Regions from separate parts of the Mus musculus genome. Here region 1 is linked to region 2. Evidence: chromatin contacts called from public promoter capture Hi-C data. All regions are on one chromosome and are shown on one strand. The core of a region is the stretch at or near the end of the contact, and the rest is flanking DNA. Distances in the headings are between cores, read along the strand shown. Region 1 holds the start of Mapk7 (mitogen-activated protein kinase 7). Region 2 holds the start of 4933439C10Rik (RIKEN cDNA 4933439C10 gene).

The links. Capture Hi-C pulls out chosen DNA fragments and counts their contacts.
Region 1: a contact with region 2 is called in a promoter capture Hi-C map of liver, with 2.5 times the contacts expected there. The contact joins the promoter of Mapk7 here to the promoter of 4933439C10Rik in region 2. A contact is called at or near these places in 1 of 39 promoter capture datasets (liver), 1 of 115 datasets of contacts at active chromatin or transcription factors (microglia) and 2 of 9 other capture datasets (adipose tissue and liver).

What each region holds. Positions count from the first base shown.
Region 1 is chr11:61,492,336-61,498,479 of GRCm38.p6, reverse strand. Mapk7 (mitogen-activated protein kinase 7) reads left to right here and starts at 4,214. Exons shown (of 7, transcript NM_011841.2): 1 at 4,214-4,400; 2 at 4,526-4,833; 3 at 5,411-5,576. The coding sequence starts at 4,602.
Region 2 is chr11:59,502,503-59,508,055 of GRCm38.p6, reverse strand. It overlaps 4933439C10Rik (RIKEN cDNA 4933439C10 gene), which reads right to left and starts at 2,403. Exons shown (of 5, transcript NR_015585.3): 1 at 1,170-2,403; 2 at 744-865; 3 at 118-225. It overlaps Zkscan17 (zinc finger with KRAB and SCAN domains 17), which reads left to right and starts at 1,416. Exons shown (of 10, transcript NM_172941.4): 1 at 1,416-1,892; 2 at 2,094-2,228; 3 at 3,802-3,908; 4 at 4,246-4,672; 5 at 4,956-5,136. The coding sequence starts at 4,283.

The DNA of each region.
Region 1 (6,144 bases), core at 2,965-5,464, 2.0 Mb before region 2:
TGGGAGGCAAAAGTAGACGGATCTCTGATTTGGAGGCCGGCCTGGTCAACATAATGAATTCTAGAACAGCCCTAGAGAGACTCAATCTCAAAAACCAAAACCGAACAAAAAGATCAAAAATTGGCAACTTTCCTTACTTACAATTTTAAAACATCTAGAGAAAAAAAATAATTAAAGTGGTAATATACAAATAGTTGTAGAAATTTCATCCAAATTAAAAAAGAAATAGAATATTAATTTAGAGATTATGCCAGAACTAAAGATAAATTCTGAGAAATCTAACTTTTCTCAACCTTCTCTGTTTTGACAATTTTTGAAATTTTTGTGGGTCTTTTTTAAAAAAACACAGAAATATTATAAAAATATGCTTTCATTTTTATCCTAAGTGTGGGATATGAGCTCCTTCAGATTGTCCACAGCAGGTGACTATGATTTACCTCATGCTCTAGCAGGGGTGTGATTTTTGCCAGTATCAGATAGTGGCTGCAGTTATGTGATGTTTGAAATTCTGGGGACTTTTCAGAGGGTAAATGTTAGAGCCCTTAGAGGTGGGGTGGGTTGTTGGTTGTTGGTGGAAGTTTGTTAAATAGTCGTGCTCAAAGAAGAAGATGAAAAGAGGAAGAAGGGAGGAGGAAGAAGAAGGAAAGGGAAGAGGAAAAGAAGGAGGAGGAAGTAGAGGAGGAGAAATTAGATATTCTGACAGTGAAGATCAAACCTGCCCCAGGGAACTCACCCACTGCCCCACCCCCTCATCAGCAGGAAGTCATCTAATGATAATGTAGCCTCCTCCCCCTCTATCCTTTTCTCTCCCCTATCTCATGTTAGGGGTTGAAAGGGTGGGAAATGGGTGAAGAAGGGTGCAAGAAAGAGGAACTCAAAGTAGCAAAGACAAGCTATACCTCTACTGACATTTTCCTTTTTCCCCAACAGAAATCCATATGAAAGAAAAGGTAGTTATGGTCTGTTTTAGGGTAAAGGTAAAGCTTAAAGAAAAGGGACCCCCACTACACTAAAAATTCCCAGTTGTAAGGGCAACTCAAACAGGAAAAGACAGCAATCTAGTTATCCACAGAAGCTCCTAAAATTCCTAAGAATAATTAGAACAGATTCTATTAGCAGTTTTAGCTTATTTTGTGTTTACTTCTTTTAGTTACTTTCCTTGTAGCTCCAAAAAAATACCCAAGCAAAGCAACTTAAAGGGTTTGTTCCATCAAGGCAGCAGGTCCATGTGGCAGGAGCTAGCAGCAGTTAGTCACACTGTATCCATAGTCAGAAAGTAGAATAAGATGAGCATGCAGAATCAACGTGTGTAGTCCAGCTGGTAATCAAGCCTAGGGAATGACACTGCCTTTTTAATTTTTTTTTATTTATTTATTTATTTATTTATTTATTTATTTATTTATTTATTTTTGAGATAGGGTTTCTCTGTATAGCCCTGGCTGTCCTGGAACTCACTTTGTAGACCAGGCTGGCCTTGAACTCAGAAATCTGCCTGCCTCTGCCTCCTGAGTGCTGGGATTAAAGGCATGTGCCACCACGCCCAGCTGACACTGACTTTTTAAAGGGTGGATCTTTCCACTTCTCTGAGCCTAAACTGGATGATCCTTCATAGGTTGTGGTCAGGGCTGGGGTGATTCATAATCCCTTCCTTGCCGTCTCTCAAAACTCACTGTGTTTGCCCACAGTGTCTATTCTTTATTTTAAAAAGATACATTATTTCTGTTTGATAGATACTTTTATTCCTGTGCTAAAGCACCTTGTTTTAGGAGTAACATGCTGATAGAGAATCCTACTGGCAGGACAGCAGGTACAGAGCCTCTCCAGGATTGTATGGTGTCGACTGGAGACGGCAGGTTAAATGTCCACAGCCAGGGAACTTATGGGTCTCAAGTCTCAGGAAAGATGGTGGGACAAGGCTCAGATCAGATTGGATTCACTACCAGAGAGATGGCAGGCAGCCTGGAAGCCTCCATTGCAAAGTTCTTTGCTCATTGACATCACCAATGACCTCCTCTTCCTGAGCATCCATCTTGGGGACATCTCTATCACCTGACTAGAAACCTCAACACTCCCCGTGTATGTTTTTCATGGGTCATGCTCTGTTTTTGTGCTCTCCCTACCCAGTCCACACTCCCAGTGGGGTGGACCTGTCATGAACCATCCCCTCCTTGCCTCCAGCCTTCCCACACCACCTGTGTCCCCATGCTGATTGCCAGAAGCATCTTTCAGAGCTACAGCTCAAAAGAGCCATTTTCCTCAAAATTCCTAGTGACTTCCTGCAGCCTGAGCTTGGGATCCTGAGCTAAACCAGAGCCAGGTCAGAAGCCTGACCATGGCCAACCAGGGCTCAGAAGCCGGAAAGGTGAGTTTTGTACATGTCACGTTGATAGTCTTCATTAGCTCCCCGACCGCCCCCACCCGTATGCTTGGTCTCACTTTTATTTTTGAAACTATAATCTTCTGGGCCAGTTCATTTTCCTGGCTTTTATAAGGTGCAGAACACAGAGGTCCAAGTACTAAAGTGACGTCATTTACTGAGCCAGGGCTGAGAGGTATGGCAGAGTGGTGGAGGGTAGTGGTGGACTGAAGAAGCTATATCCTTCAGTGGTGGGGTTCCAGCCTGTTTCTGCTGTGTGCAAATGCTGGCCTGATGGTGACAAATCTGATTCCATGAGGGGTAACTTCCTATCTGAAGCACAGGCAAATAATCTTCAACTGAGCTGTGTCTACCCTGGAACAGCTCCAAAGAATAAGAATCTTGCATTATCTAGTAAAATACCAGATTCCGTCCTCTTTCAACTCTTCCCCCTTGCAGGCATTTTTTTTCTGCAGATCCCTGTGCCATGCACAGGAACTATCTGCTCAGCAAAAAATACCCAAGACTGCTGGGAACAGAGGAACATTTCAGCCAAAGTCTACCTGAGGGGTCTTAGCTGAACACGCTGAATTTAAGATAAAATCTTCACTAACCTCTAAAGACATCCATTTAAATACTTTCCACCTTCTTTCCCATGCCCCGGTAACACTGAATTGAGACTCTCTGAACATTCTGTCAAAATAGTCATTTAGCCAGGCAGTGAACACCTTTAATCTTAGCGCTCAGGAGGCAGAGGCAGGCAGCTCTCTGTCAATTTGAGGCCAGCCTCTGCCTGTTCAGTGCTGGGACTAAAAGCATGAGCCGGTACATCCAGTTTTTTTAGAAATTTTAATCTAAATCAAAGGCGCAGGTATTAAGTTTGTGAAAATGAATTGATGTGTGAAACTTTCTGCATGTAGTACCAAATGCTGGGCAACACAAACAACCGTGTATGATATCTAAGATCCATTTCTGCTTTAGACTCAACCTTTGGCTTTTGATTGAGAACTCAGTAATAAATGTCAAGGGGACACTCAGACTTTACTGGATTTCATCCCAGTTTCCCTCTCCACACTTTTCTTGTCTCACTGGGAATCCCGAATCTCTTTGGAGATTGGAGACTTAAGCTGCCTACCGAGAACTTTTCTAGCTCTCGAGTTAACAATGCTCACTTTTGCCTCAACCGGACGTCCCAGCCGGATGGAGGAAAAATGGAAGAGGAAAGGGAAAAAGTTGTTGGGTCTGGCCCGGTTCAGAGCGCATGCGCATCCCCGCCAGGTCCTCACTGGCTGGGGGTGGGGGTGGGGGTGTTGGAGTGGTTGGGGGGGTGGGGGAAAACAAGTCAGCGACGCTCTAAAGACTGGGGTCTCTGGTCACTACTCCGGGGTAAGGCGTCCAGAACTTCCGGCGCCGAAAGAGTGCGCAGCAAATTCCCTAGGAAATAAAGCTAACAAGGAAGGAAGAGGAGCCAAAAGGACGGGGTGGGGGTGGGGGGGTGCGGAGCTTGTTGCCTAGGTAACACCCCTCCTCCCTCCCTTATCTCCGCCCTTCGGGCCTGTGGAGCGAGTAGGCTCAGAAGTACAAGAGAACTTGGTGGGGCCTTGCTCGCTTCCCCCCCACCACCCAAGCTCCGGAGGCTGCTAGTACGCATGCGTGAGAGCATGGTGCGGGGCTGCGCGCGCACCCCTGAGGAGCACGCATCACCCCTTGGGCGGCTCCCGCCCGGAGTGGGACAGCTGGGCGCGCGCGCGCGCGCGCGTGATTGACAAGGGCGCGGTTTTCCCGTCCGGTAAGTTTTGATTGGACAGAGTAAAATAAAGGGGTGGGAACCTCCACGGAGGCCGCTCAACGATTGGCTGGGAGCTGGAGGAGCGTGGTCCCGGGGCGGCCGGTGGGGTGGTCTGCTTCGGCGCACGCGAGGCTTTGGTGGTGGCCGCGGTTCTTGTTAAGTGAGCGAGCCCGGGGGAACACTCATCACTGGGTTGGCAAGACTCAGGAATCCCAAATTCCCGAGGAGGCGTGGCGGCGGGGTGCCGGCCGGTCGGTGAGTGCGATCCCGGGAGTCCCAGCGCCCCGCCCCTCCCTTTCTTCCGGGGCCGCGCCGCGCCCCCCTGGATCCTGGGCCGTGGGGTTCTCTGTGCCAGCGGTCCCCTCTCGCCTGCTGCACAGGTCCTGCCTCCAAACCCACAGAGGCGGAACTGAGAGGCCCTCAGGACGATCTTCTCATCAGCGCTTCGTACAGACCATGGCCGAACCGCTGAAGGAGGAGGACGGCGAAGATGGCTCTGGGGAGCCCCCTGGGAGGGTGAAGGCAGAACCCGTTCACACCGCTGCCTCTGTGGTGGCCAAGAACCTGGCCCTGCTCAAAGCCCGCTCCTTCGACGTGACCTTTGACGTGGGGGACGAGTACGAGATCATCGAGACCATAGGCAATGGGGCCTACGGGGTGGTGTCTTCGGCGCGCCGCCGCCTCACGGGTGAGCTGGCTTCCTGAGGCTCAGCATGTGTGGACTGCTTTCCAGAGGCGGTGAGGAACCCGCACGGTCCCAGGAGGATCAGCTGCGCCGGGGATTCTGGTTCCACTCACGCTTACGGACTAGGTGCCAGCTCCCCGTTAGGTACCCTTCTCAGGAACCCCTGCTTCTCCCAGTCAGCCTACTTTCTCCTTAGGAAAAGGATATTCCCTGTAAGCCAGAATAGAGAGATGCTCTTTGGTGTCCAAAAGAGATATGTTCTAGAGCCAGAGATTGGCACGATGGAGTGGTGGAAGAATGGGGAGGATCTGGGATGGACTGACTATGTGAGGAGGGAGGGAGGGAGGATCAGTTAGTACAGTCACAACCACTGCTAACTAGCCGCGCCTCCTCTCTATGTGAGCTATTAGCAGCCGTTTCACGAGGCAGTTGCGAAATTAAAATTTGATATATGTTACACACAGGGCCCTGCACACAGTAGGTACTTACTGCTATCTGGGCTCCAGAAGAGCAGTGCTGGAAGGGACCTGCAGCTAACTTGAAGGTACTCTCTGGTATATGCCCTTTTCCTGCTCCCCAGGCCAGCAGGTGGCCATCAAGAAGATACCTAATGCTTTTGATGTGGTGACCAATGCCAAACGGACCCTCAGGGAGCTGAAGATCCTCAAACACTTCAAACACGACAATATCATCGCCATCAAGGACATCCTGAAGCCTACTGTGCCCTATGGAGAATTCAGATCTGTGTAAGGAGTGGGCCAGGAGGAGGAGACACAGTCGGGATCAGCTTAGAAGCCCAGGTTCAGTAATACTGAAGTTCTGGCAGGGCGGTTGAACCCAGAGTGATGCGGGCTGTGAGTCCAGGACATTGGTAGGGACAGTTCTTATCTCTCAAGAGGGCAAGGGCTGGGGATGTCGATCACTGGTAGGCTGATGAGCATCTTTGAGGTTTTAGGTTGACTCTCCTGTACAAAAGGGGAAAAGAATCAAGAGGATTTACCTCTTTATGGTCATGCCACCTTTGGTTATATCATAAGTTCAAGGCTAGTCTAGACCCTGTTCCAAAAGACAAAACAAAAAACCAAAACAGCAATAGAGGAGAGGGAGAGAGGACAGACAGACAGGACAGATCCAAATTGTAAGACAACGGACACAATACATTGTAGTGTCACACAGCAGTGTCCTCATGGCAGACAACTAATTATTCACAGAATACCTCCTTAAAAATAGAGTCTTCAACATAGCTTTTTCAGTAGCTGTTGGCAAACTGTAGAGTTTGCTCTAAAATTAACCATACTGGCCAATCTTGGTAGA
Region 2 (5,553 bases), core at 1,154-3,653:
GCCCAGGATCTGGATGGGAGTGGCAAACTGCAGCTGTCTTGCAGACTCTCAGTACATATTCCCTGAATAGCCTCACAATGAAGCAGACAGCATCAGTCTCCTGTATGAGGGAGGTACCTGAAGCACAGAGAGGTCACGCAGGCCTTAGATCACCTGACTGCGCCTTGATGGGTGTGATTTAACACAGGTGCTCCGATTCCAGTCTATTAGTCCCTATTCCAGGTTCTATGCAGAAGAAACACAGAAAGAAGGCATATTAGGAGTCATTGGCGGCTTCTGAACAGCGAGAGGGGACCTAAATCCTGAGAGTTGTGAGCTCAGGGGGAGAAACTAAAGGGAAAGTGTTTGTGGGGGGAGAAAAATCCCATGTATCAGCCACCTCCTGGCGCTGCATTTTACCTGCGTGAGGGCTCCAATAAGTGCGCCTCTGAGGAATCCAAGTATTGAGCAGCCACCAGGCAGGAGCCTAAACAGCAGCCCTTCGGGATACACAACTGGACTAATCACTAGGCTTGACTCCCCAACGGGGTCTTTGGTCATTCCAGGCTGTGCTTCCTGGCTGGTGTTTTTGAAAAGGGATTGGCATGGATTTGTAAGTCTAGGTGGCTCCTATTGCTCTCTGTGAGCCTTAAGTCCCAGCCTTGGGTGACCCTTGCTTGCTCAGCGTTCTTCTGCACTTGGGGAACAATCATCCACTTGACTCACCTCCTAATGTCCCAAAACCTCGACCCTTAACTCCATACCTACTAGTCGGAAGAGATTGTCCCAGTCCCAATTATTAGAAGGAAACGGAAGCACGAAGTCTGCCGGTGGTGGGGTGTCTCTATCAAACCACCTTCTTTAAGGGTGACTTCCTACCATGTACCTTCGAAAGAGAACCAGAAAGGGGAAAAAAAATCAGCACAGTAGCTCACTTCTAGGCAGATTTTTCTTTGCTTCCTCCCTTTGACAGTCCGGCTCCATTGTCCAGCCCGAGGGAACTGAGGGAGGATTTGGACTCTACTCAACACAGGGTAGATGAGGCAGGAATAGGTTCCAATGCCCTAGTTCTTGGTCACCTCTCACTCTCCGTGACTTAAGTCACTCTGTCCTGTGTTTATGCATTAAGCCAGCGACAAGCTCCCCAACTCATACTCTCAGGATTGGCAACCTTCTCTCTCCGTACTCACCAGGACTATCCTGGTGCTCAGAGGGACCCAGAGTGCTACAGTCTTCCTTAAACAGAGAAATCGTAGATCATCTCCATGCCACGAAGCCGCGGGCCGCTGCTTCGGCGAGCACCGTGGATCGCTGGGTCTGCATTTCTCCAGTCCTACCGATTTGGGTGGCTCTGGCAGCGTTGGCTTTGAAATGGAATTGCGGCTGGAAGGGATTGGGGCACAACAGCACACACGGGATGCAAATGGTCACTGGGAGATCCCCTTACACCTCATCCCTCCTCCTCCCAATTCTGGCATTTCGCCAGCGCCGCCAGACCAGCCCTTCCCTGCGCCCACACAAGAGGAGCAGAGAAGAGCAAAGCCCCAAGCCGGCCTCCCTGGCTGGTGGCCGCGCGAACTGGCCCCCAGCGCCCGGGTCCCGCCGGGGCGCGCGCGCGCATCCCGAGCCCGCTAGGAAGGCCCACAAAGCTAAAGCCCGGGCCCCGGGCCCAGGCCGGGAGAGCACGGAGCGGGGCGGGGCGGGGCGGTCCAGGCGGGCCGGGGGTGTCGGATGTCACCCCCCCGCGTACACCTCGGCCAGGAGGCGGGGAAGCGAACCACTGAGATGAGGAGACCTCCTCGGTCCTAGAGCGGTGCAGGAAGTGTCCCAGGGGAGGGAGCCGGAGGGCTCCGGCCTTTCCTTTCCGCGGCGGCCCGGCCTACGCGGCCCGCCAACCGGGACGCTGCGCAGCGGTGAGTATACTGTGGCCCGGCTTCCCATGCCCCGCTGTCTGAACCCGGAACCCGCTCCCCACTTCCCGCGCTCTGATCCCCAGCCCGCGCCTGGGTCCTGCTCCCTGTTCTCCTCTTCCCGCGTCCGGGCCCAGATCCCTGCTCCCAGAGCCGCGTCCTCATAGGTGCCCTCGGGGATGAAGCAATACAATTCTCTTCCAGGCGTCTCCCTTCGCTCCCAAGCCCAGCTGATGCATTCTAGAGGATCCCGAGACAGGGTTGGCCTGGCCAGGGACCGAGTCTGGCCCATGCATTGGAGCCGCCTCTGCCAAAACACCAGAGAGACCGAGCTGGAAGGTGAGGATCTGCTCGCCTGCTGTCCCGGGCTTCGAAGGAAAGAGCCAGCAAATCTGAAAGAGTGGAAGCGACAGAAACCCCATAGTTCTCCTGGCCTAAAACACCCTCCTCTTCCTCCTCCTCCTGCTCTTCATTCCTTCCCTGGGATCCTGCGCCTTCAATAACTGCTTTGGGCAAGCCCCGCCCCTGCGGGAGCCCTCCCCTCCCTAACGGTAGTTCATTCATAAAGCTTCCGCTCCCGAGGCTCCTGCGCGCCAGGTGCCAGAGTGACAAAGAGGCACACGCTTGTCTGGCCTAGGGCTCTTTGAGAGCAGTCCCCCAGCAGAACCGGGTGCTGAGGGTGGGACCCTGGACACACTATCCTAAGTGTAGACCTGAGCCATTCAGGGCCCAGCAGGTGGGAGACAGTGGGCGGAGGAAGCAGGAGAGAGCGGGCGGGGCCCGGATTGGGTTCTTAATACGGGAGTAAGACGTGAGAGTAGTCGAGGTTCACAGCCTGTTGCTTTCAGAAGCTCGCGTCGGGTGTCTGCCTTTACTTCGGCAATCAGAGGAATACAGAAAAGTTGAGGTTCCAGGTTGTTATTCGGTTGCTTGGTGGCTTTCTGGTATCGCTTGTCTTCCAGCAAAGTGGTGCTGCCCCGCTGGGAGTCTCTTCCAGGTGAGGGTGTAAAGGGCCAGGCAGTGAGCGGCCCTGCCTGGGCTTTTCCGGAATCCCGAGAGCCCAACTCGGTGACTCCGTTTACCTTTTCTCCGAGTGTTCCAAAGTGTGGGTCAAGTGGAGAGACCGTGATATACTGTGCCCCTGGTGTGTTTGCTGGATTGTGTATGTGATAGTCGGGCTGAAAGCCTGGCGGTGACTGCCTCCTCTCTCATGACCAGGAAGGGCCACAATGTCACTATGTGTACCACTGCCTTAAGGAGAATCTGGAGAAAACAAGGGATAGGCTCAGACGGAACACTAGTAGCTTTTTTTTTTTTAGCCACATTTTTAGGTACTAAAATATAATTACATAACTACCCCCTTCCCTTCCCTCCAGCCCCTTTTACTCACACACACACACACACACACACTTATGCACGCACCTGCACACTTAACTATATAACAAGAACTTAAAAATTTTTTTTGAGATTTAAATTTTTAATAACATGTATACCTGTGTAGATATCTTTGTGTGAGTCTATGCCCTTGGGTGCGGTGCCCATGGAGGCTCGAAGAGGGTGTGGGAAACACTTACAGGACTTTGTGGACAGAGGGAAAAGTAGTGTGTACTCTCAACCAACCACTCAGCTGCTTCTGCAGCCCCTGTGTTGGACCAGGTGCGTGTAAGGCTTGTCATAAAGCACTGTATGGGGAAGAGGCACAGTCTTAGCTGCAACTCTGACACTGAGCTGTACCCCCAGGCCTAGCATTGGTGGTTTTAAATACAAGTCTTACTTTAACGCTCTGAGTTCCTTCTGTACCTGGGAGTTTTTGTCCTTGCCAGCACAGAGTGAAAGTTTCTGTCCCTGGCAGAGTGACATTGTTCCACGGTGGTCTTGCATAACTTCCCTTGCATATTTTTTTTTCCTCCAGTTCAATTTGTGAAGACCTCAAGAACAGAGACGGTGACTTCGACTCCAAAGCTTCAAGATTGTGGCCTGCTGGGGCTATTATCCTCCAGGAGGACCTGTCCATCAAAGGTATCACAAACCTTGGTTACACATAGATGCCTGTGGCCTCCTTGTTCTCCTGGGGTACTGGGAATGCCAGTGTCCTGTTGAATCGCCACCACTTTTCTCCCAAATGCCCTGCCTTCTTTACTGCCACATGTTAGGGGACTCCTCATGGAGTGATGGCTTGTGGGAAGGGTCATCTTTCTTTCGGTTCCCATGTGTAAGGACCAGCCACACCAACACTTCGTACATTTCCCAGGAATTCCTCAAAGGGCTGGTCTCCCATGGGCTCTGCCTAGCACCCCCTCAGAAGTGGCCACAGGAGACCAGAGCATTGAAGCCAGTGATTTCTGTTTGGAAATAGGGTCGTCTTCTGCCGCTGACCCCCATCAAATCCCATCATGCCCACAGCCCTGTGCCCACGAGTCTTGGCTCCAAAGGAAAGTGAGGAGCCCAGGAAAATGAGGAGTCCTCCTGGAGAGAACCCCAGCCCTCAGGGTGAGCCTCCCAGCCCAGAGTCCTCTCGACGCCTCTTCCGCCGCTTCCGCTACCAGGAGGCCGCAGGCCCTCGGGAGGCCCTGCAGCGCCTCTGGGAGCTGTGCCGGGGCTGGCTGAGGCTCGAAAGGCACACGAAGGAGCAGATCCTGGAGCTACTGGTGCTGGAGCAGTTCTTGGCTATCCTGCCGTGGGAGATCCAGAGCTGGGTGCGAGCCCAGGAGCCTGAGAGCGGAGAGCAGGCTGTGGCTGCAGTAGAGGCTCTGGAACGGGAGCCAGGGAGACCCTGGCAGTGGGTGAGCACCGGGCGTCTGGGAGAGGGGAGCCCTTGCTGACCCTGTGAGACTTCTGACCCCAGATGAGAAATTCTGTCCAGACCCAGTTTGCTTTCTTTCCTAAGAAAGCAAACATTACTCTCTATGAAGTCTAAGTTGAGATGATTGTTACCCATCAAGTCCATGGATGGCAAGACCAGAAAGGGAGAAGGCCTACACAGATCTGTGCAGAGCCTATGGGCCGGGCTTTATCATACTCCTCTCTCTCTACCTGGCCCTGATCTGCTGCTTTCTGGGATTGCAGCTCAAGCACTGTGAAGACCCGGTGGTGATTGACGATGGCGACGGGCCTGCTGCGCCTCAGGACCTGGAACAAGAACGAATGTCAGCAGAGTCCCAGAGCTACCCTGATGCCCCGCCTGGGGCTCTAGTACAGGGCACTGGGCTTCTAAGCAGATCACCAGGCCAGCCTAGCGAAGACTTAGGTATGCAGTCTGTAGTGTGAGCTTGAGAGTTGAATTATACACTACCAGTGTGCTTGGGTGTTGACTAAAGTGATGGCCTTTTTACATTCTGTTTTCTCGTCTCCTCTGAACTGTGCACGATTACTGTGTTCTGGGTCTTTCTGCAGAGCAACCGACACAGAGTCTCTTGGTATTGAGTCCTCCCAGAGGGAAGGCCTGTGTGAACAGATGGTGTGAGATTATATGGTCTTCTTTCTTTGAGAGTATTCTCAGTGGAGACAGAGAAAGTCACTGTAGAACCAGGACCTGTGGCCTGATCTGAGCATGGCTCTGTCTTCTGTTCTCTCGAAACCACATTTTCTTGGCTAGGTTACTCTGCAGCTATAAGAACATCTAAAATCCCCTGGGAGAGAGCAGTAGCCTCTCCTGCAGATGGCT